Linked DNA regions of Danio rerio: all the other regions are linked to region 1. A link is a contact called in public Hi-C and Micro-C data. All regions are on one chromosome and are shown on one strand. Each heading gives the region's core, a stretch centred on a gene start, on an enhancer-like site or on the middle of the called end of the contact. The rest is flanking DNA. Distances are from core to core; before and after follow the strand shown. Region 1 holds the start of tfe3a (transcription factor binding to IGHM enhancer 3a). Region 2 holds the start of hcfc1b (host cell factor C1b). Region 3 holds the start of irak1 (interleukin-1 receptor-associated kinase 1).

The links. A called contact is a pair of places that touch in the nucleus more often than the background predicts.
Region 2: a contact with region 1 is called in a Hi-C map of hematopoietic stem cells, with 2.6 times the contacts expected there. The contact joins the promoter of hcfc1b here to the promoter of tfe3a in region 1. A contact is called at or near these places in 2 of 18 Hi-C or Micro-C datasets (embryo and hematopoietic stem cells) and 2 of 4 datasets of contacts at active chromatin or transcription factors (embryo and gastrula embryo).
Region 3: a contact with region 1 is called in a Micro-C map of caudal fin, with 6 times the contacts expected there. The contact joins the promoter of irak1 here to the promoter of tfe3a in region 1. A contact is called at or near these places in 2 of 18 Hi-C or Micro-C datasets (caudal fin and hematopoietic stem cells) and 2 of 4 datasets of contacts at active chromatin or transcription factors (caudal fin and embryo).

The regions. Positions count from the first base shown.
Region 1 is chr8:9,326,346-9,328,876 of GRCz12tu, forward strand. tfe3a (transcription factor binding to IGHM enhancer 3a) reads left to right here and starts at 1,268. Exons shown (of 10, transcript NM_131848.2): 1 at 1,268-1,767. The coding sequence starts at 1,637.
Region 2 is chr8:9,101,771-9,104,301 of GRCz12tu, forward strand. It overlaps hcfc1b (host cell factor C1b), which reads right to left and starts at 1,263. Exons shown (of 28, transcript NM_001128537.1): 1 at 1,079-1,263.
Region 3 is chr8:9,137,667-9,140,197 of GRCz12tu, forward strand. irak1 (interleukin-1 receptor-associated kinase 1) reads right to left here and starts at 1,263. Exons shown (of 14, transcript XM_068223097.2): 1 at 991-1,263. The coding sequence starts at 1,102.

The DNA of each region.
Region 1 (2,531 bases), core at 18-2,517:
ATGTAATCTGTTGCTGGATTTTTGACTTGAGTGGTATAATCTTGTTCATTTTTATAACTTTTAGCAACAATTCCCTTTTGCCGTGAGGAAGATTACTTTGTAACGCCAAACTTTGAAACATATTTATTGTAAACCAGCGTTTGGATTCTTTTATATGGGAGTTAAATAGAGAAATGGAGGCTTGGGCAGTTGTTTTGCTCATAGATGTTAATGATTATACCTGTCTAGCGATGATCTACCATTCCTTCTCCTCTGCTTTCTGGCATCATCACAGCATGCCAACCTCCTGACCTGTTTCTGTCTTCTTTTTTGCTGACTTTTTATGCACGTTTGCAACAAACCAGCAGAGAAGGATGTGTAAAACATTGCCAGATAGCCCTTATATCTGATCTTCTCAAGGACAGTTCACGTAATGTTATTTTGCTCTCGGACAACCACAAAATGGCTGCATTATGAGCATTCTTTTCCAAGCCCATTAGCGATAACATCACACTATATGGCACAAGTATACATACCGTTGTTTTCCCTCATGAAACCTGGTTTATTGTACACATAATGGGTATTACTGTTATTTCAAGTACTATTATAATTATTATTGTTGATTCAATTAGTGGCAGGCCACTGGGTACCATTGTATGTTAATATCCCAATGAAATCTGTGCAAGATCATGAAAATGTTTATGAAATAAAGTAATAAAAGAACAAAAAATAGCGTGACATTTTGATTGCATCTTATCCTAATGTTGTGTATTGTATTATTAGTGATTTGCTAATCATATCAATAATATATATGTATATTCACACTCACACAATAATATTTTCTCTCTCTACATGTATACACACTCAATATGTATGCCTCTAATGCTTAAAAAACTGTTCCCTATTGGAAGATTCTGCAAAATAATACACATACCTGTGTATACACTATGAATATTACACCTAAATTAATAAATATACAGATATTTAAAGAAAATGCCACACTATATGTACATTTAAACCACAGTATTCATACTTAAACGCTTTATCATTGTAGTGTTCGTTTCATCTTGACATCACACAGAGATGTATCACCTAAATCTAAAGGATGACGAAATAGTTTGTAATGTTATATCAAAGGCTGACCTAATGCTTGAAGTAAACAAGTATGCTCTCGCTCGTCTATTGGCTGACAAGTTCAAAGTCCCACCCCTTCTCCGCGGCTATTGGTCCGCTCGCCCGTCAGTCCTCACTCGGCTGATCATGGAGCGTCACTGTGGGGTTTTCCGGTCAGATTTACTCTCTCAGTGGACGGTGAAGAGACAAGAGAGCGAGATATAGCCGTTTGCACAGTAGTCGCACGCTGATAGAGGAACTACGGACTTTAGACTCTTAAGTCGCATTTATTTTTTCATCAAACTCTAGTCTAGACAGATAAAGAAAGAACGCATCGATACGGGAATTTGAAAAAACGACTAGCGGTTGCAGTAAACATCTCTCGCTAACCGAGAGTCCTCTTGCAGTCCTCTATTTTAGCCTCTTTAGAAAACAACCGGCTTGCCTTACTGTCGCTCACAGGTTGCTATCGGTGTATATCAGTTATTCTAACTCGTTAATTTTGCTATTTGTTCATTTTATTGGTGGACTTCTGGAAAAAAAAATGTCCAGCCTGCCTTCTGTCAGACCCGAGAAGGGCAGATCGGAAGTGGCATTACCTGGGCAACAGGGGCACGAGCGTCCTCAGACCGTCTACGTAATACTGGATTCAGCAGAATCTGTCAATCTCATCAGGTCAGTGTCACATCAACTAAACATTAATTAATTGATTTGCCTTTGCGTTCATTAGCTGTTGGATGGAACTAAACTTTACACTTGCGCATCAATTAAAAAAGTTAAAGGTCCGTAGAGGACGAAGAAGTCTGTCAACTGACGTGTTTCTTTATCAACATCATTTCTGATGATAACTAACAAAAATGTCATTCATTTTCATTCATTATATATCAGAGTTTGTTTACATAATGGCAGTGGTGTTGCTTTTTTAATGAAAAACCGTTACTATTATTTTCCTATACTAAAGGCTACTGTTTTGGAAAAGTCAATAATTAGAAGCACCATTCAATTTGATTCATTAATATTTTTGTGTACTATTATATTAAAAAAACAACAAAACAAACAAACAACAAAAATGTTCGACTTATTCAAGTTTCTGAGTATATGCATACTAAACAAATAATTATAGATCCAAATAATTATGAATAAAGAATTTTAATTCATTTCATTCGACCTGCAATGCTCAAAAACAGAAAACTGGAAAACGTTCACAAAATATTACAGATTTCACATATTAAATTATCCATCCATCCATCCATCCATCCATCCATCCATCCATCCATTCATCCATCTTTCTATTGATCGATCGATTGATGTCTATCTATCTATCTATCTATCTATCTATCCATCTATCCATCTATCTATCTATCTATCTATCTATCTATCTATCTATCTATCTATCTATCTATCTGTCTGTCTGTCTGTCTGTCTGTCTGTCTGTCTGT
Region 2 (2,531 bases), core at 13-2,512, 220 kb before region 1:
TCGGAAAATAAAATAGTTTTTATCATACAAGCTATATAATAAAAGCTGCACTGATGTAAATAATAATACATATAATTATAAAATAAAATGGACGGCGGAAAAAGTGTTAAAATCAAGCGAAATGAAATGGGAGGTGAGAATAACAATAATACACATAATAATTAATGCAAGTTAGAAATCTTTACATTAAACAAGCTAACGTTACTGAATAAAAAGGCTGATGAAAATAGCGATGATAATAATATTAAAATGGCAATTTGCTGATTATGAGACAAAGTGGGCGGTGAACAAAAAAGAGATTTAAATTAAACACATTTAAGCAAATGATGGCAAAATAAAACATTTAAATCAAATTAAAGAATTTGACAGCAGAATAAAATAGTTTTTTTAATAAAGGCACGCATACTAAATCGCGTGGGTAATATTTAAATTAGTTAAAGGGGTCAGAAAACGGATGTATTAAAAATGCGCGTTGATACAAATGGGTAAAAAGGTTAATGAATGTTTCTGTGATCTGTGTGGATTTTTCATGCCTCTCTGGTCTGGGTGCCGCCATCTTGATAAACAAACCAAACAATCCACCCCTCTGGAAGAAAATCCCGCAGCGTTATAGTGATCCGTGCGCATATTAACACATAATACACATCGTGAAACCTTTAAAGCACACACTTTCTTTCTACAAACCTGCGCCGATAAAACCAAGTAGCAACTTACATTGGCTGCTCCTCTTGTTAGCTTTTAACCGCAATAGCACACTGACGTTAGCTCCTGTTCAACGAAATCCATAGGGCAGCCAGTTAGCTTCAATGCTACATAGCTCAATACAACACTGCAACTTCTACATACTCATGTGGCACAACAGAGAACAATGTTACACGTTTCATGTTTATTTACTGTTAGAATAGCAAGTGGCATTTATTTTTATTCGAGATGCACAGTTGAGTAACTTTCAGATTTGGTTTCGTCCCTGGCTGCTCGCTTTAGCTTCCCTCAAGAAAAATGGCGGATGTACCGTTAGCCGTCACAGAAAGCTGCAAAATACTCGGATTCTGTCATTTGCCTGGCACCAAATACTTACTCGTTCCGATTCGTTAACTTAATTTAAAAATCACGAGGGAGGACTCGGAGAACGAATTCAACCCTGGGTGCGTCTTTCACTGTAGAAATGTCTAACTCTACATCTTTTCATGCCGCCCAGGAAGCCGCCATCTTCTGACCAGCGCTTCAGCCTCTAGAGCGCGCGCCCAGCATCAACACAGGAATCATTACTGCCTTTCAACTTATTATGTTTATAATAAACCTTAATATATTATGAGTGTTGGATGCTTTGTTGGGTAACTTACTTCAAAAAAGCAGTCCTAAATAATTATTAATTCTGTCATTAAAATGTAATTTCAACTAATTTTTCATTACTATATCTGAAAAGGAACCAAGTTACACAATATGTAATTGAGTTACTTTAAATCGACATGATCAATTAGCTTTATTTAAAAAGTAACACAATAATAATTAATATTTTATGTATAAAATAAAATATTTTTTTAAAGTAATTACCTCAAAAATACACTACAAGTCTTGTCGACAATCCAAGTTTTAGGAACATTAAATAATAACTTGACTTCTAGTTGATCATTTGGTATCAGAAGTAGCTTATATGAAAGGCAAAGGCCTCTAGATTAGGCTTATTTGACCAAAATAAAATATGATCATGCCTTGATTTTTAAATAATTTAATTAGGACAATAAGGTCTGACTTTGCCTAGACAAAGGCTTATCACTTAACAGGAATAATGTCCAGTATAGAGTATAAAGTCATGGTGCAGTGGAAATGAATTAATATTGTGTCTGACTCCCATGAGCTTGGAAGACTGCATCCACACATCTCTGCAATGACTCGAATAACTTATTAATAAAGTCATCTGGAATGGCAAAGAAAGCGTTTTTCCAGACTCCCAGAGTTCATCAAGACTCTTTGGATTCATCTTCAATGCCTCCTCCATTTTATCCCAGACATGCTCTATAATGTTCATTTCGGGTGACTGGGCTGGCCAATCCTGGAGCACCTCAACCTTCTTTGCTTTCAGGAACTTTGATGTGGAGGCTGAAGTATGAGGAGCACAAATATCTTGATGCGTCAGGCTGTTGATGTTGCCATTCACTCTGCAGATCTCTCACACACCCTCCCCCCAAACTGAATGTGACCCCAAATCATGAGTGTTTTCTTCACCAAACTTGGCAGATTTCTATTACAATCTTGGGTGCATGCAGGTTCCAATAGGTCTTATTATGAATGTACATGTATTATGTATTTGTGATGATTGTGATGCAGTTCAACAAATAATTATTCGAAAAGAAACAACCTTCTGCCACTTTTCCAAATGATCAACTAGAAGCATATATATATATACATATACTGCTTCTCAGAGGTAATTAATCCAAAATTGTTGAATTTATTTACAGTATTTAAGGCAAATACATTAAAGGTAACTGATCAAATTACACAAAAATGAAAAGTAGTGACTACAGTAATGA
Region 3 (2,531 bases), core at 13-2,512, 190 kb before region 1:
TCATATCAAAATGATAATTATTATCATTATAAATTATTATTATTAAAACTATTTTTTTTCTAATGATATATGATGTAATAAATGTCTATTTTAAAAACAAATATTTGTCATCTTTCTTTATTCTAAATATTTGGTACATCAAAAAGTGTGGTTATGATGACCATCCAACAAGCTTACTAATTCGATAAATTCAGCTAAAAATAGAGCAGTATATAAATCTTAGAATTAAATAGAAAATGAACCGAATAACTGCAAAAACGTCCACTTTTTGAGAAAAAAAAGAACAATCCCTTTCACCAGGCTGGCTACAGGCCTGGTATATTGCAGTAAACCGTGGTGTATTGTAGTGTAATATATCCTACAGTTGGTTCATTTTAATATAGTAGTTGAATAGAATTACCACAACAGATTAATTCAAGTACCTTACTATACTATGACAGAAAAACATTATAGTGTTTTCAATACATTTCTATAGTACTTAATAGTGTGTATATTCTTGTTGTGTTCATTCATTCAGGTTAGATGCTGAGATCTGACTAATAACATGATAAATCAAAGTTGAAATTATTTAAGTCATAAAACAAACTCAATTAAAGGTGTAATTTCCACACACACACACACACACACACACACACACACACACACACACACACACAAATAATAATAAAAGTAACTTATGAATACAAAACAATACCCACACTGACACATAAAAAACTATTACGAATTACTAAAAACTATCAAACTAACTATTAACCAGACCAGGGCAAATAAATCAACACTAATCTGCACTTTAAATAAACATTCGCTTTAAAAAGAAAATATTTCACCTTTCGACTAAGCTAAGCGAAGAGATGGCTAACGTTAAGCGAGTTTACAGTTGATGTTAGCAAGTGTGCTAATCAACATATCCACTGGAGTTAGGTTAAACTTTAAATAAATGAACACAGCACCATTGTGATACAAAAACAAACACAAAGCCATGAATCTTACCGAAAGATATCCAGTCTGAGTTTGAAAGCGAGTCCATAACCCGAGTGAAGTCATTCATAACAGACGCGGATAAATTGTACAGTAACACCTTGTCAAACTCTGTTCCTGACATTTTCCCAAACCCTCCGCGTTTTCACTAACTTTTCTCTTCTCCTTTAGTGTATAAGACTTTTAGATATTATTTTTACGTGGTTCTTGCGGGGGTTTTTCCTGCTTGTGGCTGCTACTTTTCGGTGGTCGCTTTCTTCTTTTGAGTCACAAACAAATCACAATGGCGAAATGCCTGGTTCATGAATATTCATGCTTGTTAACTAATTACTATTCATGAGGTAGCGCAAAGACATTACACATGAGCACCGCCTACTTACTAACGTCAGACCTACATCATATTACGTTTATTAATATTCATAATACTCCCCTTCGCCATAGTAGAAGAGCTCGTAAATTCCTTCGCCATCACGTCTAAATTACTCACATTTTCCATTTCCTTTTTCACATTTAGTAATAGGGTAATTTCACTCTAGTGTGTTTTTTGCAGCCAGTGATGCAATGTCAGATAAAATATTTAGCCTATTATTTTCTAACATTTTTGAAAAATAATCTTTATGCTAAAAAGTAGGCTATATATATATATATATATATATATATATATATATATATATATATATATATATATATATATATATATATATATATATATATATATATATATAATAAGTAAAGGAAGCTTTATCTTCTTAAAGTAAAACAATATATTTTTAAAAAATAAGTTTACAAACTATGTACAGCATTGGTCTTGGAGGGCTGGTGTCCTGAAGATAGCTCCAGCTTGCCTCAACACACCTACATGGATGTTTCTAGAAAGCCCAGTAATGCCACAGTCACACTAGAGTTTGAGCATGCAAAATTCTGTCGTATCAAGGGGCTGGTTTAAACAAGATGATTAGACATTTTAAAAAAACTGAGCGATTGGTCCATATTTTACATTTCTGTCCAGAGAGGTCATGTTTTTATCTTCGATTGGTCTCACGCAGTCAAGTGATGCGATTTTGCAGGTCAGAGTTCACAAAGCTTGAACTTTGCAATGCAGCGAACTACGAAACTTGCTGCACAAGCTTGCGTTTCTGGTCTGTCGCATTTGTGTGGCTATGAATGGAAGCCTATGGGGTGAAAAGTGCGATGTGACCGCGGATTAAGAGCTTGATTAGCTAGCCCAGACAGGTCTGATTGGTGTTGGTATGGAAGGAACATTCCATTTTTCATGCGGTGCACGCGGATTTGAAAAGAAGTAGTAACGTTAATATCTTTACATTAAATACGTTAAAATTACAGCATACAATAGAACATTTATAAAAGAGATATATGATTAATATAGGCTTCTTGGTATTTGTGGGGGGCCCTTACTTCCCCGGGGCCCTAAGCGGCTGCTTACCTCCCTTATTTATTAAGTCCACTGCTGACTATGATAATAACAGTACTAAATTACACTGCAAATCCGATTAAAATTATTAGCAAAACTGAATCATACCTTTTTCTGATTG